Regions from separate parts of the Gossypium hirsutum genome. Here region 1 is linked to region 2. Evidence: chromatin contacts called from public Hi-C data. All regions are on one chromosome and are shown on one strand. The core of a region is the stretch at or near the end of the contact, and the rest is flanking DNA. Distances in the headings are between cores, read along the strand shown. Region 1 holds the start of LOC107963178. Region 2 holds the start of LOC107962262 (ras-related protein RABA1c).

Region 1 (6,364 bases), core at 380-2,879, 270 kb after region 2:
GGCTTGGACAAAAAAATGAGCCCCGTTTAGAAAACGGGCCGGGCCTCGGGCAAGAGTTTTTGGCCCAGGCTTGGGCCCGACCCGGCCCGAATTATATATTAATATATTTTTTATTTTATTTTTAATCATTTTAAATTTTTAATATAACCTTTTTTTATTATATTGTCAATTTGTGTATTGTTTTAAGAATTGTTTTAGTATTATTTTTATTTGTCTTAATATTTGTTTTTATGTTTTTAAATATATTTGATTTATTATATTTTTAAAATTTTTTATTTAATGAAATAAGAAAAAAATTAATATGGGTCGGGCCAGGCCGGGCTCGGTCTTAGTAATTTTATTTCGGGCCGGGCTTGGACAAATTTTCAGGCTCATATTTCGGGCTGGGCGGGGCCTAGTAGACGGGCTTAAAATTTTATCTGGGCCCAACCCGAACCTGGCCCGGCCCATGATCACCTCTAATTATTACTCAAGAAGTAAATAACATAATTCTTTTGAATTTTAAAAATTTTTGTTTTTATAATTTTTGAATTTTTAGATGAATTTTTTTAAAAATAAATATAATTTTTAATTTTTTTATTATTTTTATTGAAAATATAAAAAACAATTTTTAATTTTTATGTATTTAAAAAGTAAAGACCAAATTTATAAAATTTATAAAATATGAGAGCTAAACTCCTTATTCAATATTTTTTATAGTTGCAAAATTAGATGAAGAGATTAAAAGTTTTATATAAAAAAATAGGTTGACTTAATTTCAAAAAATTAAAATAAATAGACTAAATTTTAAATTTCAATAGAATAAAACCAGCTTTAACATATTTAAATCTATTTTTAATTAGTATTGAAAAAGCTTAATTAAGCCAACTTGATGAGATATATATAGGAGAATGAAATTGTTTGAAATAGAACCCAAACTAAAAGGCGATAACTTGATGATATATATATATTTGATGATTGGGGAAGGCAATAAAATTATTTGAGATTGAATTTAAACTTTTATATTTATATTATAATAATATTTAGGAGAGTTTTTATTTTAAACCCAATTTTAAAAAACCTCAAAATAATAAAGTGTAAATCTCAAATATTAAAACATAGAAATATTTACGTGGAAGCACAAAATGGTTGTTTTCTTTTTCTTGGAATCTTCACTGTGATAATAATAAATACCTCGACCGTACTATTCTTGTTGATGAAAGGTCTCTGATAAAAGTCCCAATATATTTATTTATCTTACTGCACCTGAAGTCGATCCTTGGCCCATAGCAAGGAAAATGCAGTTGGGTATTTAGTAAAATAATCAACCAAACCTGAGCTGAGTTTATGTTTTGCCTGTATTTTCTGACCCACAAACTTGAGGCTTTAATTATTTGAAAACATTATTCTCAACAAGTTAAGCATCCAATGAGTTGAAATTATTGCCAAACCTATGGGGAAAAAAAAAGGCCACCAAAGGCCTACTGCTTCCATTGTAGCCTGCACTAAATAAACAGTTCCTAATAAATGTTTACTGAAAGTGAAGGAAATGGAAATGTAAACATTTGCAAAAAAATAGGAATCTTTCCATGGTGATATGGTTCCCATTCAAATTATAAACAGGACCTACTCGATTAAAAGCACATTTTGGAAACTTGGTTACCAACCATGACCTTTTCCAATGAACAAGATAAGAGGGTCCACAGAAGAAAAATAAAAATAAAAAGGAAATAATCCCCATACCAAACAAAATTTGCAGATATACAAAACAAGCTTTTCATTGCTGAAATTATTGGTTACCCAAATGCAGGTTTCCTCTAAACTTCAACCCCCGAGCGTTTTAAAACATTAGTTATGCCCCCCCACGAACTCTCCATGATTGTTTACTGCCATACATGTCTTTGTCACTAAAACCATTATCTCCTTCTAACAACCTTGACCACGCTTAAGCTATCACCATTATCATTATTTTCTTTTTGGAGAAACAAAAAAATCAATGTCAAACTCTGAATCTGAAGTTATTTCGTCTCCATCTTCTTGTGATTTGGTTGAGGCATCTCCAGTTAAGGTTCAAGTGGTTTCTAAATCTGTATCCGACCGCCTTCTTGACAAGTTCTTTGATGTGTCTGAATTCAACTTCGATTATTCCAAGAGTGGACTCTGGTCTCCCCCTGTTCCAAGAAGTGCTTTTTTAAGCTCCCCTGGGACAATATTCAATGAACAAGAAATGCTCCAAAGGCTCAAAATTGTCATGGAAAGACGTCGTCGTACTAGAAGATTCAATGTTCGTTTCAGCATACGGCTCTCTTTTTCATATTTCATTTCATCAAGTGGGATTCCACTAAATTCGAATTCAATTCTAACGCTGCCATGAATCTTTTTTTTTTTGCAGGTATTTTGCTGTTCTTGAAAGAACTGCAGGAACATTGGAAAGGCAAAAACAGAGAATTTATGTAAATTTTACTAATTTTTTTGGAGAAATATATAGTGAATAGTATACATTTGCTAACTCGTTCATCTGCAATTCATCCTCTCTTTTTTTTCTTCTGGTAATTTTCTTGGGAATGTTTGGTTTGTTGGAAATTAGCGAAAACCTATTTTTCTCAGAGGTATATCTTCCAATCTTGAATCTCCAAGGATTGAAAACAACATTGCAATTTGAATGACAGCTTCTGATTGTTCATCTAATGTTCAAAAACGCCTAATTCTCGTTGTCATAGAGTCTCCCAAGCTACTGTTGCATTAGATATAAAATTGACGTAAATTGATTTCAAAATCCTAAATGTGAATATGTTATGCATATCAAGAAAAGTGCAATTAGAAGATGTGGTTTTGTTTAACATTGTCACATAGGTATAATCACAATTTAATCCCTTAACGTTTGCATATTTGGATAATTTGGCCTGTTTTAGGCTAAATTTAGTTCCAACTTGAAAAAAAAGATTAATTTTGAACATTTATCTTTTAAAAAATTGAATTACTATCTTTTTAACAAAAATATTGGCAAATATTAAAATTTTAAACATAACAAATGTGTACTTCCTTCTATTTTTTGAATTTTTTTATATTTTTTTGTATTTTTGTATATTTTTAATGTTTTTATGTAATATAGTCAAATAGTATCAATACAACATCAAATACAAGTGGATAGTCCTGCGGGTTGTCACGCCAACATCGTTAAAAGATTAATATTTTAGTTAGTATTTCTGTTAAAAAAAACTATTTACCTCATTTTGATAGGTTTATGATCAAATTTAACTAAAAAATTATTAAATTGACAAAAATGTATATATTAAAGGTTAAATTTATCATTATATCATTTAAAAAATTTAATATACAACAATACATGAAATGAAAATTTTAAATACTTTTAAATAATTAATATAAAACACATGTTAAATTTTAAATTAAGTATACAGACTATATTTTACTGAGTATTGATTAATTATTTATGACTACATCAAAAGTTCATTAAAGATTTTTTTTTCTTTTATTTTGTAAAAATTCATTAAAGATGTTAATATAATAATCATTAATATATCACTTTTAATTGCACCCAATACCTTAATGTCCCACCAATCATAAGTTCAAAGACAAACACAAACTAACATTGGGAATGGTAGAATTGGTTAGGAAGAAAGAATAAATGGGTATATTTCAATAAATTTATTATAAAATCTTAAAAGCTAAATAATTTATTATTTCAACTTTTCAGATTCCTACATGTCTCTCCGAATTAAGGACAAAGTTAGAATAAGTTTTTAGAGTCCGAATGAGATTTTAACTTTTAATAGTTTATATATTTATAATTTTTAAATGATTAAATAAAATTTTTATAATTTTAGAGAAAGCCAAAATGCAATTTTACCTTTATTGGTTTAAATATTTTAAAGGACCTAAATAGTAATTTTTCATTAAGGGGGATTAGGCCCTGCCAGCCCCCTAATTTGGCCTTTGCTCCCAATAATATTACTTCCAAGATTTGAAAGCCAATAATGTTACTCTCAATATTTAAACCTACATTCTCATTAGGAGTACAATGTATTTGATTATTGCACGCGACCATTTGTTAGTATTACAAAACTATTTTAATTTCAAACTCAGTACGTTTAACAATATTTGTATGATGAAAAAGTAAAAGCAATAGAGAATAAGATCTAAATTTGTAATGTTTTCAAGAGAATTTAAATATAAATATAATTACAATAAATACATTTAAATAACTATAATTAAAATTAATTGTTATAATATCTAATTAAATTAATAATTAAAATATATTTAACCTCAATCAAAATAAATTTAAATAAAATTCATGATATAACTTAAATAAAAATTAATATCAAGATGTATTGTTTATTGAATACATCATAGTATCCAAAAGTTTCACATCTAATTTCTTAAACTCTGTTTGAATCAAGAAAGTACAATAAATTGGGTTTTTTTCGTAATAACATGAAAAAGAATCAGAATAATATGAAAATTCTTTTAATTATTAAAATAATATGAATTGTGTATGAAAATCTCAAAGTGACATGACAGCTAATGACTTGAAGTGATTACAAAAAAATGGTTGTGTCAAAAAGAAACATAGAATCCTTGTAATTTCAAATTGACAGTCGACATGCCAATTTAGGTTCCCGATAACTTGTCAAGTTGGAACTTTGGATTTTTTTTATATTTTTAAATTTATAATTTATTTTTTAAAATTTAAAGAGTTATTTTATATTTTTATTTAAAAAATATGATTTTATTTTTTTTTTAAATTATAAATTTTAAAATTTTATGGTTTTTATTTAAAATATGAAAATTTAATTTTAAAAATTTATTAATAATTTTTATTTATTTTTTTAAGGGTGAAAACCAAATTAGCAAAAATTTTACAAATAATATCTATTTTAGAAGGAAAAAAAAAAGAGTTTGGGCTTGCACATGGTGCAAATAGTAATTTAAAGCTTGAATTTCATTGCGTATAAATTTTAATCAAAATAATAATATATTGAAAGTGTTGGCTACAAGTGCGAACAATAGTATCCATTTTAGACGGAAAAAATTAAATGAGTTTGAGCTTCTAAATGGTGCAAATAATAATTTAAAGCTCGAATTCCATCTGATATGGTTGTATTTCCATTTTCTAATCTCTAATCTCTATTCACAATAAGTACTCACTACTTGCTTTTAAGTTTTTATGATTTTTTAATACATTTATATGCCATTTTAATCCATTTTTAGCTACTTGATACATTGTTTAATTATTTGAATTTATATTTGATCCATTATCTGGTGCGTACAATTTATAAGCTGACAAAGATCCTTCTATTCTTTTAAAAATTAAAATTTAGTTATTATACTTTTAATTTTGAGACATTGAGTCCTTGTACATTTTTTATTTAAAATCCTTGATCCCTCCATTTTTTTGTTGTTCAAGTTAATGATGTTAAAAGTAAAATAACTTTTTAGTCCTTAATGTTTACAACTTTTGTCAATTTGGTCTTCCCCTTTAAAAGAACATAATTTTTTTAATAAATTTTAAAAATTAAATTTTCATATTTTAAATAAAAAACATAAAATTTTAAAATTTATATTTAAAAAAATAAAAATCATATTTTTTAAAATAAATTTATAAAAAATAAACTCTTTAAAATTAAAAAATATAAAAATTAATTTTTAAAATATAAAAAAATTCTAAAATTCTAACATGACAAGCCATTGAGAATTTAATTCCGCAAGTCAACTGCCGATTTGGGATTATGAGGATTCAATATTTCTTTCGAACACAATCATTATCTCGTAATTATTCTAAATCGTCAGCAGTTATGTCAATTTTAAGTTCTCATGCATAATACATATTATTCCGGTAATTAAAAAAATTTTCCACATTATTCCAATAATTTTTTTCATATTATTCTGGAAAAAAAAGCCAATAAATTGGGTTTCGAGCTATTGAATTTTAAATTAATGTTGACCATCATCCTGCAGTTTCTTAATAATATTAAAAATTTCCCTCCAGGTTCGTTAACGTGTTTCTATTTCTAGTCTTTACATTATTATGATTTGCATTAACTTTCAAGATTAAATTAAATAAAAAATGGAGTCATTAGGTGGTACCAGTGACATTCTCACTGGATTAATGGAAAGAAAAATAAAAAGATGCTAATTTGGAAACACATGGAAATCACATGCTAATCATGTGGTCATCTGATTTAGATAGGTAACGAATCCCCAAAATCAACAAGTCATTCCTTTTCAGAAAAAACCTTTTGTGGGGTCCCATTTGCATGAATTTTACCAAGAGAATAAAAAAAAATTTGGTAGGATGGATAGCCAGAGACAATCTTGTTTTGCCTACTGCAATGTCTGAAATACACTCAAAACCCAGGCTGGTCCC
Region 2 (6,145 bases), core at 2,783-5,282:
CTTTTAAGAAAATTTTACAAAACCAAGGTTTATGATGAAATCGAAACCCCGGCCGCATCATTTAAACAATCTGACTTCAGATTAGTGTGATCATCCTAGCTTGAGCAGCAACCTCCCTTCTTCATAGCTGACACGTCTTTACCCACATCGATTTTCTCTCCCTTTGATGGGACAGCTGAAGCATTCCCTTCCTCGCTGGTCTCCATAGCTTTCTTGCTCACGATATGGTAGATCTGTGTCAGAACTTCGGCAAATGCATTTTCAACATTAGTAGCTTCCAGGGCAGAAGTTTCCATGAAGTAGAGGGATTCTTTCTCCGCGAAGGATTTCCCATCTTCGGTTGAGACAGCCACAAGGTGACGAAGATCGGATTTATTACCAATGAGCATGACTACAATGTTGGGATCTGTGTGATCCCTCAACTCTCTTAACCACCTCTCGACATTTTCGAATGTGGAGTGTCGTGTAACATCATACACAAGAAGTGCACCAACAGCTCCTCGATAATAGGCACTTGTTATGGCACGATACCTATCAAGTAAAACAGCGAAGTTCGATCAACAACATAAAACAAACAGAAGAGCATGTCACGGATCTAGAATTAAAACACATTTATCTGCAACTCCCGTTTGAAGTACAAAATGATCATGTTTGAAGTACAAAGTAGTATTGAGAATCATAATCCATTCAGCCATTTAACCTCATCAGCCCTGATTATACCTACTGTGTCCAAATCAAAGGTTCAATAATGCATCTACTTCCTATGATATAGAAACTATACTGCAAGTATTAATACACGATGTAAAAGCAATTCCCTCAATGTTTATCTAATGCAAACTCTGCAGAGATGTACATCTCAGCTAAAATTTGTTAATGCGTACACTTTATTCCCAGGATGGGAGGATAGAGCCTTAGAGTCTGTTTTTCAAATCAACGAATCACAGCAGAAAACATATGCCAACTTAGTAGCCTTACATCCTACATAGATTGGAAGGGACTTAAAATGTTGGGATAGCATCAATGCTAAGTAGCTATGTTCACAGAAATTGTTATAATGAATGTCGATGATGGGAGTAAGAATGATCGCAAAGCAATAAGAAGGAAAAATAAAAACAAATATTTTACAGCCTCAGTCCTTCGCCCCCACAAATCCCCCTATTTTGCCTCTCTATTTTATTTCTTGAACAAGTGACAGGATTCGGGTCACACAACTCTAACAGAAATTAAGTCATAGGCATAGAAACCCTAACTGAAGACCTAGTTTATAATTTTCTTGGTCTTTTGGATATCTAAGCCCCCAGAATTTCAGTTTGATATAGTAGTTTGCACATGCTAACCACATTTATTTTTCATCAATTCATGAATGAGAACTTCAATTCAGTGTCTCATCAAACAATCTTGGAGCAGATTGGACACTTTACTAGATATTCGGACAAGGGGATGAAAAACCAAGGCCTGCAATATACATGAGCATGCCTCAAAAGAATCATGTCATTTGTCAAGCAAGATTCAGCGGTCTCGGAAGTGAAGCAAGCTAGATGTGCAATAGGGGAATTGCTGAGCCATGCTGGGGGCAATTGAAAAGACTGTAGAGGAGTATTTGGCTGGGGAGATAATATGGCAGGCAGCATTTGCAATAATATTCTCACTTTGGCAGCAATAGGCGATTATCAAACTTGGTCACTGGTGATGATGTGGCAGCTAAGATGGGAGAGATTCCATAGTAAAGTATATTGCCTTGGTGGCAAGCTGGCAGCTGCAGCACTCCTACCGTAATCTGGGACACAGGAAAGAGGCAGTCGACTTAAAAGGCTTAGCAGAAGTACTTTTAACCACTTCTTGAATCAGAAACCTAAAAGGGTACACCTCATTGGTTGCTCGCTCTATCCTCTAGGATCAAAGGGACTTCTCATATTGACAAATTTTCATTGTCAAAACCTAAAGTTACCAAAACTCCAGTCAAGTCTATATTGGTCAACGGCGTATAACATCCAAATTTTAACATTTTGGTGTTCAACAACAAACTTGACTGTACCATTACCCAATTAAAAACACGCTAGAATTCTCTTAAAATCAATAGTAGTAAATTATAGCATGTCGCTCTTCGAGTAAAGTATCCCACATTGCTAAAGAAACCTTAAGGTAAGTACAACTTCACCAGAATAAAAGAAAAACATTTATTGACGCACTACTCTTTCCCCATAAAATCAAGCTTTGCTTGGTAAGGTTAAAAGAAAATTGGAAAGATGAAAAGTTAACAGAAGGAGAAAAGTAGAAACACAGAAATTACATTTTCTTTTTGGCTGGAATACTGGGTAGAAAAGTTGAAGTATAGAAAAATATTTTTCTTTCCACCCATTGCCTGGTAGAGTAGAAAAATAAAAGAAACAAAATGAAAATTAAAAAAAAAGTAAAATCTGGTAAATATGCACACTTAACTTAAATCTTTCTCATTTTATCTCTTCTTGTCATTCCAATTTGGGATGATTTGTTTTTTTGCATTTGGATGGAAAATGATCATACATCTCCTATTTTTCTTTCATCTCAATTTTCTTTGTTAACAAGGCACACCCTAAAAGTTGCCACTCAAAGGACTTGAAAGGTCCCTCCCTCTAGAAACTAACATCATTTACTTGTTCAAGCCATTTCTTCCATAATCAATTTACCACACTGTAGCTAAAAGGTCCCTGCAACATCCCAAAATACCAGACTAGACTGATGCTAAACACTAGACTAACAAATTCCACGCGCAAATCGGAATCAAGATCCTGGTAAGCAATCATCATCTCTTTGTGACTAGTGATAACATATGAGAAAATCAGAAAGCGGGCAAGTAACGAAGACAAACAAATCTTATATCTAGCAGGAAGCGAACATATTAATGCAAAGCATGACCATCTCGTTTGTTACTCATTTTGTCAAGCCACTTAACTTTAGATGAATGCACACAACTCGTATAACAAGATCACAAGATTAAGAATAGTCAAGATCTGCTGACATGCACTTCAAATCTATGTTGGATCTATTTGCAATACAAGCCTATTAGGAAAGTTACTAAATCTAAACAACAGATTTGCAAGAAACAAGCAATCATAACACCATTTACTTACAAGATACTCTCAGATCTAGATAAGCAAGACCTTTTTTTTTTCTCTAGTATACTGGTAAAAGGAAGATTTGTTAAACCCCATTTCAGATCAAACCAAACTCTTCAAGAATCAAAGTTAGTTTCTTTTCCCAAGCAACAACAAATTTCAAGAAAACAATCTCCAAGAAGAAGGAAAACCTTATAGCTTATGATATTTGCCTATCTTTGTATACAAAATCAGAAAAGAACTATAAATACCCAGATCAAAAAAAAAAAAGGAAAGGAAGACGAGAAAGTAGGAAAAGTGAGACCTTTCTTGACCAGCAGTGTCCCAAATCTGAGCCTTGATGACCTTTCCATCAACATTCAAGCTACGTGTAGCGAACTCAACACCAATAGTGGACTTGGACTCGAGGCTAAACTCGTTCCTGGTGAACCTCGAGAGCAGATTTGACTTTCCGACACCGGAATCACCGATCAAAACCACCTTGAAAAGATAGTCATAGTCATCCTCAGCTCTGTAACCAGCCATCTTTACTCTTTCTCAGAACCACAGCTGTTACCCTCTTTCTTTGCGTCAAGTAAATAAACGAGTGTGTGAACGAGGGGATGGCCCGCGGCTTCTATGTATATTAAAAGCCTTTTCTTTTGAGATCTGCCTAAGAAAAAAAATCTAGTTGTTTTATGAGTTGGAAATGTAAAAGACTAATTGTCTGCTCCGTTGGACTCCAGAAAATGTGGGGAAATGTCCTTGAACGTTGGGGCTTTTTCTGGAATGACTTCAATGCCTTCAAAATTTTTCACCTATAATGTTGCTGTTGGAAAATGAGGATTTATGGGTCAATTTAACCAATGTTATTTACAGTCTTTTGAATTGGGAATGTTGTAATTTCCAGACACTATTTGTTGATTTTTCGGGTTCTTTTCCCTTTTTTTTAATAACACGAATAACGATAAAAATATGATAGAAGATTTTATATTAAAATTAATTTGCATTTTTCTATTTTTAACAAAAAAAGTAAATTAATTTTTGTATTATTAAAAATTAACGTAACTGATGAAATAATCAGAAAGTGTCACTCATGCTAATGTATATGAATCAATTTTTAACTATAGAAATAAATGAAAATTTTAATAAAAATATCAATTTGTTCTTTAATCTAATATATAGAGACTAAATTGTTCATTTTTTTTAATTAAGAGGGCAAAATATAATCTAATTCTTAGTATAAGAACATTCATGATAATTTTACTAGGAATAACTTGTTGAATCTAAGTTGTGGCTTATTGTCAAAGTATCTACTTTCCCCAAAAATAGCATACGTTTGAATCATTATTATACCAAAATTTGTAACTTATACAAGCTAGAAATATTTGTTACAAATATTGGTATACCGTTAGAAATTTTAGTATTAACTTGTAATCAGGTGATTTGGTTAAACATTTTTCTAAGTTTTTTTTGAAGGCATACAACAGAATTGTCAAAAAGAAACCTTCAATTTGAATGCTTTCAATGATATATTGGTAATGTTGTCTGAACCCAATCAAATTAATTGGTTGAATCCATTGGATCAAAGTGGTCGAGGTATCGATTTGGAAAGTGACAAAAAACTAGTGGATTTAGGAACTAATACAGATCGGTTGAATCAAACTAAAAAATTAGTTGAATCGATAGTTAAATTGGTTGAACCTAATTTTATTTTAATTTTTAATGTTTTCTTTATTTTTTTGATAATTTATTTGTTTTGAACCAAATAGACCAGTTAAATCGAGAATTGATGGTCTGATCGATTTAATCATAAGTCCAATTTAAAAAAAAAATGGATTTTGATTATCGTTTTATGCTAAGAGTTGTGTATACTATTTATTGTAGTCTCTCTTCTTCTTCTTCTTCTTCTTGATTTTATTAGTAAAAATATAACATATTTGCCCTTCTTCAAATAAAATATTAATATTTGATTTCTCGAAATATTGCTATTGGAAATTAATTTCTAAAATGTATTTTTAGAATTTTTTTACCAAAATAATATAAAATAATTAAATAAATACTGAAATGGGCTAAAGGCAATAATATTTACGAATCTAGGTAGGAGCTACAGTAAAAAATCGGTGCTGCTTGACCAATCAGCGGCACCCCTCTCCCCATCCACCGATCACATCAAGTTTTAAAAATATATATTTTTTATGGGTGCCGCCTACTCAATCGGCGGCATCGGACTGAAATGTGATGACCTAAAATATTTTGGGACCTACTATGTAAATTTGCCATTTTGATTCAAAAGCTTTAAGGGTGCCACCTGACAGTTTGATGACACCAAACTTCAAAAAGGTAAATTACTTAATAACCCCTTCTTATTTATTTTCTTTTATTTCCCATCAACACCGAAAATAGAGAGGCCTATTATTAATTAGTTCAAAAAGTTTTTCTACTAAAAAGTATTTTGTAAAAAAGTCGATTTCAACTGAAAATAAATTTCATTTATTTTTTGAAAAATAGTTTTTTTTTCAAATTATTTTATTCCCGTTCTAATAATTTTTTTGAAAAATAATTTTACAAAAAAATTACTTTTAAAAAATAAATAAAATTTATTTCTAGTTGGAATAAGCTTTTTTTACAAAAATACTTTTTAGTAAAAAAATTTAGTAAAAAAATTTTGGATTAATTTATAAGAGACCTTTTTATTTTTTGTGTTGAAGGGAAATAAAAAGAAATAATAAACAAGAAGGGTTTTATGAAGCAATATACCCTATTTGAAGTTTGGTGCCGCCAAGCTGTGAGGCGGCACCCTTAAAGCTTTTCAATCAAAATGGAAAATTTACCTATCATGTCCCTAGATATTTTAGGTCATCGCATTTCAGTTCGGTGCCACCAATTGACCAGGCGACACCCATAAAAAAATTTTCTTTTAAAACTTGATGTGACCGGTATAACAGCCCAATTTAGACCCTAATCGGAATGGTAGTTTTGGGACCATGAATCTGAGTCAAAAAAATATTTTTAAATTATTTTTAGTGTTTATTCTGTGTGAATTTATGTCTGTGAAAATTTCGTGATTT

What was found. A called contact is a pair of places that touch in the nucleus more often than the background predicts.
Region 1: a contact with region 2 is called in a Hi-C map of leaf, with 3 times the contacts expected there. The contact joins the promoter of LOC107963178 here to the promoter of LOC107962262 in region 2. A contact is called at or near these places in 17 of 34 Hi-C or Micro-C datasets (anther, callus, hypocotyl and 3 more).

Annotation. Positions count from the first base shown.
Region 1 is chrA06:101,821,667-101,828,030 of Gossypium_hirsutum_v2.1, forward strand. It overlaps LOC107963178, which reads left to right and starts at 1,630. Exons shown (of 2, transcript XM_016899752.2): 1 at 1,630-2,263; 2 at 2,372-2,667. The coding sequence starts at 1,976. The coding sequence ends at 2,389.
Region 2 is chrA06:101,547,396-101,553,540 of Gossypium_hirsutum_v2.1, forward strand. It overlaps LOC107962262 (ras-related protein RABA1c), which reads right to left and starts at 4,033. Exons shown (of 2, transcript XM_016898580.2): 1 at 3,400-4,033; 2 at 1-531. The coding sequence starts at 3,620. The coding sequence ends at 96.